2 separate regions of the Anas platyrhynchos genome follow, and region 2 is linked to region 1. The links are chromatin contacts, called in public Hi-C maps. All regions are on one chromosome and are shown on one strand. The core of a region is the stretch at or near the end of the contact, and the rest is flanking DNA. Distances in the headings are between cores, read along the strand shown. Region 1 overlaps COL4A6 (collagen type IV alpha 6 chain). Region 2 overlaps COL4A5 (collagen type IV alpha 5 chain).

The links. Hi-C and Micro-C count contacts between places; a contact is called where the count stands out from the background.
Region 2: a Hi-C map of F1 follicle shows a contact between it and region 1, with 3 times the contacts expected there. The contact joins two enhancer-like sites. A contact is called at or near these places in 3 of 8 Hi-C or Micro-C datasets (F1 follicle, F5 follicle and subcutaneous adipose tissue).

What each region holds. Positions count from the first base shown.
Region 1 is chr10:5,258,880-5,262,609 of IASCAAS_PekinDuck_T2T, reverse strand. All of the region lies in intron 3 of COL4A6 (collagen type IV alpha 6 chain), which reads left to right. Among named protein-coding and RNA genes, the nearest start is that of COL4A6, 86 kb to the left of the region's middle. Within about 2 kb of position 2,164, at least 1 of the 8 cell types and tissues checked has an H3K27ac peak or open chromatin away from gene starts, as enhancers often do. A contact at or near this core is called in F1 follicle, where this site is marked.
Region 2 is chr10:5,367,377-5,370,997 of IASCAAS_PekinDuck_T2T, reverse strand. All of the region lies in intron 1 of COL4A5 (collagen type IV alpha 5 chain), which reads right to left. Among named protein-coding and RNA genes, the nearest start is that of COL4A5, 22 kb to the right of the region's middle. Within about 2 kb of position 2,162, at least 4 of the 8 cell types and tissues checked have an H3K27ac peak or open chromatin away from gene starts, as enhancers often do. A contact at or near this core is called in F1 follicle, where this site is marked.

The sequences.
Region 1 (3,730 bases), core at 915-3,414:
CAGCAGCATTCTGCTAGGTTAGCAATATTCTCAAACTTTTCTCATGTTGTGAGTTTTAGCATCCGTTTTTGCTGATGAACCACTGAGTTAATATCTGGTAGTGAGCGAGGAGAATCGAACTGCCCCCCAGGTGAGAAGGCACTTGTATTTGCTTTTGTCCCTGAAATTAGGGGCATGTCCAGTGGTTCCATACTGCTACCATGTGAAAAAATCAAATCTATTTGCACTTTATTTTCCAAGCTAGCAGAGGAAATGGGAAAAAAAAAAAAAAAAGGAATGTTTGGAATTCGCAGTGCTATGTGTAGCAGCTCTGCTGCAGTGGGCAAAAATTTATGTGGGGTATTAGAGTTGGCAAAAGGGGTAGGGACAATAGAGAAACCGGTGTATTTGATTGTGTAGCAGCGAATTCCTTAGAGAGGCCCCATTATTACTGGCTTTTCCTCATGACACCCAGGGCTGCAGATGGATTACAGGGGTGAAGGGAAGAAGGCACGTGTTACAGAACTTTTTCCATCTTGAAAGACCTGATCAAAGCATGTTCTGGGGCCATTTGATTTTGCTGCCTTCTGTAGTGGGTATAGATTCAGAAGCTATGTGTGGTTCCTACTTCTGTCATTTTTTTCCTGTTAGTTACATCAAGAATGGACACCTGGGTTTCTTGGGAAGCATCTCTGTATTTTTAATGGTTGCAATGGCTAAGCACATTGCAGGGATGCATATAACACAACTTGTGGCACGAAATTCTGAAATTAATCTATGGAGAGGTGACAGATATACGATGCCATTTTTCTTGTTGTGTACCGATGAGCTATTCATTACAGAGAGTCAGGCATCCTCACTTTGTGCTGCTTGGGTAGTAAAAGCCTGATACACAAGTGTGTTTGAGGATACAGCTCATGGGTTTCAAATATATGGAATTCTAGCGGGCATCCATGAAAACATCTGCAAGTTGCAATGATTTCATAGACTTTGTCCTTGCTTGATGTTACTGAAATTCTATACTTTCCTTTTTTTTTTTTTTTTTGAGTTGTCACGCAGCCAAGAAACCAAACTGATACCATTTTCTTCAGTTCCTAATGGTTGTTCTACAGCCTACTAGGCTATATATATATAAATAACAAACAGATTAAAAATAGAGGGCTCTGTTAAATCACTGAAGTTTCCGTTTGGTATAATTCACGTTTTATGTTTAACCTTGTCCTCGCTGCTAAGAGATGTTTGTTCTCTTTATCCTTGGGATAAGTAAGAAGTATAAGAGCCGAACATGATGCCAAAGTACAGTACAGACTAGGTACTTAGGCTTTACCACAAGGTAAACTCAGCGGGGTCAAACAGTAGCTCTACCTGGCATTGAACCCTAGAGTTTACCTTGTGGTAAAACCTGAGTCTTTGCCGTGCTTTAATCCTGGATTTGTGCCTGTGCACAACAGCGCCTGCTCTTTAAAATGCTTTTATCTCGGGGCAGTTCATGGGAGTGCTACTGAGTGATGAAAAATGCAGCTTTTTTAGCAGTGAAGGAAAGTCCTTTGTTTCAGCATAGAAAATATGATTTCCATCCACAAAGACTTCAAAAGAACCAGTAGAAATTCTTGAGAGCCTGATTATCATGGCATAATCCCATTATCAGAGAGATTAGAAGCACTTTGCTGTGTCTTCATAGTTTGTGACTAAGGCACTGGACAAAATCCTCAGGTTCTGTTAAAGTATTTATTCAATAAGACAAAAAGAAGGTTTTCACCTGTGGACACTGACATTGTAGAAAACAAGTTTAATTTTTCTGTCCCCTCCAGATCTGAACACAGGCAGGACCTCTAGTCACTGGTCCTTGCTCTCTCATCTACGTACATATAGCAAAGTAATCTGCAGCCGTGCAAAAGAAAAGCCTCCTAAAATGTTAATTGCTATCAGTTCCAGTCCTTGTGAAGCAGTATCATTCAGTGGACAAACTAATTTAATATAGAAGTGTTAACAGTTCAAACAAGTGGGGAATTGAGTGTGTTTTCCTTAGAGATCTTGGTGGATGCTTGGATGCTGGAGCTTTTGAGGGTGGTGTCTGTCTAGAACATTAATGTGCCCGTTTTAGTGTCTCTCTCTCTCCCTTACTGGCTTGCCTGGAGGTGAACAGTCCTCACCCCATGTCTTGAAAGTGAAACACTGCCTGCAAGAGTCTAAATAGCTTGTGACCATGGGAACTTACAAAGTTAAGGCTGAGACTGTAAGCGAGAGCAAAGCATGTGATTTTCACAACACGTTCCTTGTTTGGTGTGGTTGCCAAGGGCCTCTGAAGATTTGGGTATTAATGTTATGATTGTGTGCTTCCCAATATAAAGGATTTCACTGATAGTTATCCCAGAGTGAAAAAAAAAAGTTAAAAATAATCGACAGAAAAGCCTTTTGAGATGGGAGCCTGCTCCCCTGGAAGTGCACAGTGTGCATAGTGTCTAGGTAGGAAAGGTATGAAATGTAAAAGAGGTGCACTTCACCTCTGTTGGAAGGCCAGGGTGAAACAATGGCAACAGCAGGGCTGAATGGGGGAACTGCTGAAGTTTGAAAGAAACCTGCTCCAGTAGTGTAGGAATATGGAACAAGTGATGAAATGTTTCAACCTAAACAGGTACAAGAAATGATCCAGGAAGAAGGATTTTAAAATGAATTTCTCTCTGTTTCAGTATGCTTGATTATTAACATATAAAAATGCATTTTTAAGTTAACTGCAAAGTCTTCTACCTGCCAAGGCAGAGTCAGGACTTTGTATGTCTCCAGCTGAGATGACTAAACCCCTTGCAGCAGGGAGCTGCATTCCTTCTGCTGTTTTAAGGACTTAGGGAAATAGAAGAGAAATACACTACCATGGATGTGAACACTAGAAAAGGAGTGAAGGAAGGAGGATTTATTTTCATTAAAAACTTCTTCCTCCATTCTATATATTTTAATTAAGGCTTCATTCTTTGCATGAATAACATCATGTAATCCACTGAGTGTCTTGCCACTGGAGAGCATGGATCTAAACTGCCAATTTCTACCCATACTTTAGGATCTTAGACGCTATTGATCTATTTCAGGTACTCTTGAATTGAATTGAATTTGAATTGAATTGAAAAATGTTAACATGAAACTGTGGTGAGGATTCGGCTGCCAAGTGGCTAAGAAGATGCTGGAGCACCTACAGTGAAATTTCTTTAGTGTTGGCTTTTTAAATAAAGAAGTACCAAGTGACTCTGTACATCTAGGTAGTAATAGAATAGTAAAAGTTCATCAGTCATATATGAGTCTGCAGGTTTAGAAAAGGTTGCCATCTTCAGGCAATGCTTAGTCAATGCACTCTTTTTTTTGAGCCTAAGAAATCCAAATCCACACTGACTCTGGTAAGGTAATCAGAGCGGAATATGAAGTAATTCACAGTGGAATTAATCCCAGTATTGGGCCAACTATGGTACTAGTCTCAAGTTAACTAAAGTGTGCTTTCTAATTGCATGTGATGCAGTTCTTGCATCTTGTTTTGACTTTCTGTTATACTCTGTTGAACTAAAGCATAAGCAAAAAATCTTTTTGTCTTGCAGCTTGGAAATAAAGGTTGCAAACTCAGTAAGTAGTAGTCAACTTCATCTCAAAACACTGTTGTTTTCCCATGTTCCTACAACAATATGGGTATTAATAAATCTTCCAGGAGGAAAAAAAAAAAAAGGAAATTTGTCATGACTTACCTGAAATCCCTCTATAAACAACATTT
Region 2 (3,621 bases), core at 913-3,412, 110 kb before region 1:
TTGAGAAGTTTTTTTTAAAAAAAAAAAACTAGATTTTATCTAGTTGCATTCACTCTCCACCAAGAATGACAAGCCAGCTAACACGTTCCCTCACATGTGGGCACATGCTGATACTAAGGGGGTCAGAGGAAGGAGATACAGAAACTCAATTCACAAAGATGATGCAAATCAGGTAACTCTATTTGCTCAGTTTAAACTCTCCCCCACTCAACATATGATACTCATTACAATTCCTTGCTGATTTCAGAAGTGAACTGTTTAAAGAAGAGATATTTCTGGAATAAATGAGACTTTGTAAAATACCTGTACATAATACACAGACAATTGTCAAGCCTCTTTCAGTGAAAAAGATAAGCAATGTTAGATGATACACTACCCAACATACTTTAGGACTTAACTTGTTCTGAGGACATGTGCAGCATTATTCTAACCAAGATGATGGCACAAACACTGGAAGTTTGAAAAGCTGAGGGTGTGGGGTCCCCCCACCCCAAGTAACCCCTGCAAAGAACAGTACGTACAGAGAAAGTTTCAGGCAGGCAGGAGAGCAGCCGGTTTGTCAGTTCTCAAGTATACCCACGCTAACTCGAGCCTTCATTATCCCAGAGACATGACCCATCACCTACCTGGCATTAGCAATGTCCTGGCTCTTAGCCTAAACACATTACCAAGCATCAGAAGGAAAGCACCCAAGTAGCTTAATTCACCTGGAGCTACACAAACCCTGGATAAACCAGCTGGGGGCAAAAGGCAGAGCTTTAAGTTTTAAGTGGGCAGTAGTTCTACCCAGCACAACTAGGACATATCTCCACACCTTTCATTTAGCTTTTGTAATCAGTTTCTTGATTTGACATACATGAAAACTCAAAATTCTCAGTTATCAGGGAGTTACTGAGCTATTTCCTAAAGTGAAGTTGAACCTTCCTGGACAGTTTAGGTTTTCAATGATCAGACCAAAGTCCTGAGTAACCTGGCCTGACCTCAGAGCTGACCCTGCTTGAAGCAGGGTGTTTGGCCAGATGCCCTTCTGAAGTCCCCCTGCAACCCAAGTTACTCCATGAATTCCATATCCAATCCTTTTCACTTTCAGAAGCGTATTTAAAAAAGACAAGATCCTTTTGAATCAGTTTTAGGATTAATCTCGTTAATAAAGCTTCATTTAAAAGGGATTAACCTTAGTTACATGTAATATTCCCGTGCCTCACAGTACAAGAGTAACCCAAAGAGCAAGTTACCTGTCTCGCCATGCCATGCAGCAGTGAGTTTCCCTGCACAAGGAAGACCTTTGTGGTGAAGCGTGCCCTCCAAATCTCACTGAGTTCGCTAAGGTACAATCTGTACCCATCCCCTCTTATCCTATACAGGGTGAGAGGAGCCTGGCTCCATCTTTATTATAACCTAAGAAATGAAAAAGCCAAAAGATTCCCCTTCTCCCCTTAAGCTTTATTCTGATCTGGTGGGGGGAAGTCTAACACACCCTGGGTTCCACCCTCTCAAATCTGGGCATCCCAAAATGAAGCAAAGCCCCAAGCTTTAAGTCAGCTTGTTTATGGTCAGGGACTTGTGCTGATTTTCATTCTTTACAGAGCTGACAAAGCATTTTTCTTGTGTATGTTGGTAATAAGTAATGGTGGATATGATGCCAAAAGATTAAAGTGCACCCTTCCCAAAATTGTGCCCTTAAAAACAGCTTTTTACTAGGACGGGTCTTCCTATATAGGATACTTTAAAGAGTGCTTTTTTCCCTTATCTCATTTTTAGCTTAAAGAAAAAGTGTTCTGTGTTAATCACCATAGCTCCTACCACAAGACTTTCTTCCTTTTCTTAAAATAGACATCCCTGTGACTGTCTTCCAAAGTCATTTGTATATTCAGGCTGGATTCAGACACTGGACAGCCACTTAACTTAGACAATTCGCCCACCCCAAAGAGTCAAGTGTACTCACTGAGCACTTTTTGACAGATTGTTTTGCATACTCGGTTCAGATGTTTTCCCCGCAGGAAGGGAACGCGGTCTTTCCCAAACAGAAGTAAGGGGAGCTGAAAACAGCCTGTAGTCAGAAAGTTCTCTCCAAATGCTCGCTACAGTCAAACAATGGGAGTTTTTGGCTTAAATCCTGGGACAATCTATTCGCCCGCAAGCTTATCAAGCAACATTCCCTCAGCAGAGTCACTTATCTTGCTGTACAGAAGCAGTAGCCGGACAGATTGTGGTTTTTATTCTGCAGTAACTTCTATCCCCACCACATTAACGTTTCTGAACTAAGCAGTTTGAAGAGAAAGCCCTAGGAATTCATACACTATCAAGATCAGTTCATGCCACTTATGGGTCATACAGCAATCTAACAAAAACCAAGTTCAACATCTCAGCACAGTCAAAAACCAAGAAGCTTAATGACCTATTCTAAATACAAGCTTGCTTCTTGTTTAGACTTTTCAGTAATCTCAAGGTCTTTTTTTTTTTTTTTTTTTTTTTTTACTTGGGAAAGCAGGCACAAGAATTGTGCTACAGGAGAACACAAACTGTGTAACAAGCCAGCACAAGTCTGAAAGCCACTCTGCAGCCACAGGCAAGAGACCTGATATCACAGATTTCATTCTGTATCTCACGTTAATGCAAAAATGAATCAAATCCAGGCTCCGTGCTATGCACAGTAGCGACTACATTTCAAGCACAGAAAGCCTACATTAAAATCAAGATTTAGATGGCCGCTGCCAGTAGTTTGCCCTCAGTAACAGCTTCATTATCAGAACGAGTGACTGTTAGCTAGCTTGCTGTGTTTTCAAACATAACAAATTGACTTCAAGCCTCAGTGGAGCTCCTGGAACTCCAAGCTGCACTTGGTACATTTGTGACAGGTTCAGGAAACTGAACAAGGCCCCTGTGGCTTCGGTACTAGCTCAAATCCTAGCTCTGGTCAGTAGGATGCAGCGTAGACCTTATGCAACAGGAAAGCTAAGATATTGGATGGAATAATGAATTGTGGCTTGATCATAAAGATTTGATCGTATAAGCTCCATGACCATTAAAATCTTTTAGTTTTCAACTACAGGAGGATGGACAACAAATGGATACAGCTTGTCAGACAGACTGCAACTTCTTAGATCTGCTTCTTGCCTACTGTGTGCCCGCTGACAACCCCTCCTGTACCTGTGAGGATGAACTCACTATCATTGCCATTTCCTTTGCTGTGACTTTTGCATAGCAGGACACAATCAAGGGCTCTAATTAATCTATTCAAGTTGAGCTAATCCTTTCATTGGATTTTCCTGACAGCTTCTCCCCCATTGAACTAGTGTGTAGACAGCAAGCTCTTTTCATTAGGGCATAAAAGGAGGGATGGTATTGGTTTTCTAGTCAAAGGATAATTCTTCCAGAACAAGCTCAGTCTTTTGTGTCTTACGTGGACTGAAAAAAATTGCTTTATGCCACCAACAGAACTGTTTTTTTATTTTTTGGTTTGTTTTCCAGTTTGAAGAGGTACACATTTGAAATCAAAGTCACTTCTTACTCTTGGCCACACGTTTGTAACAGTTTGCTCACTGGAATGAATAAACCTAAGTTATCAAGATTTGTTTTGGCTGGAAAACTGCCTTGAGCATTAGGCACATTCCCCTCTTC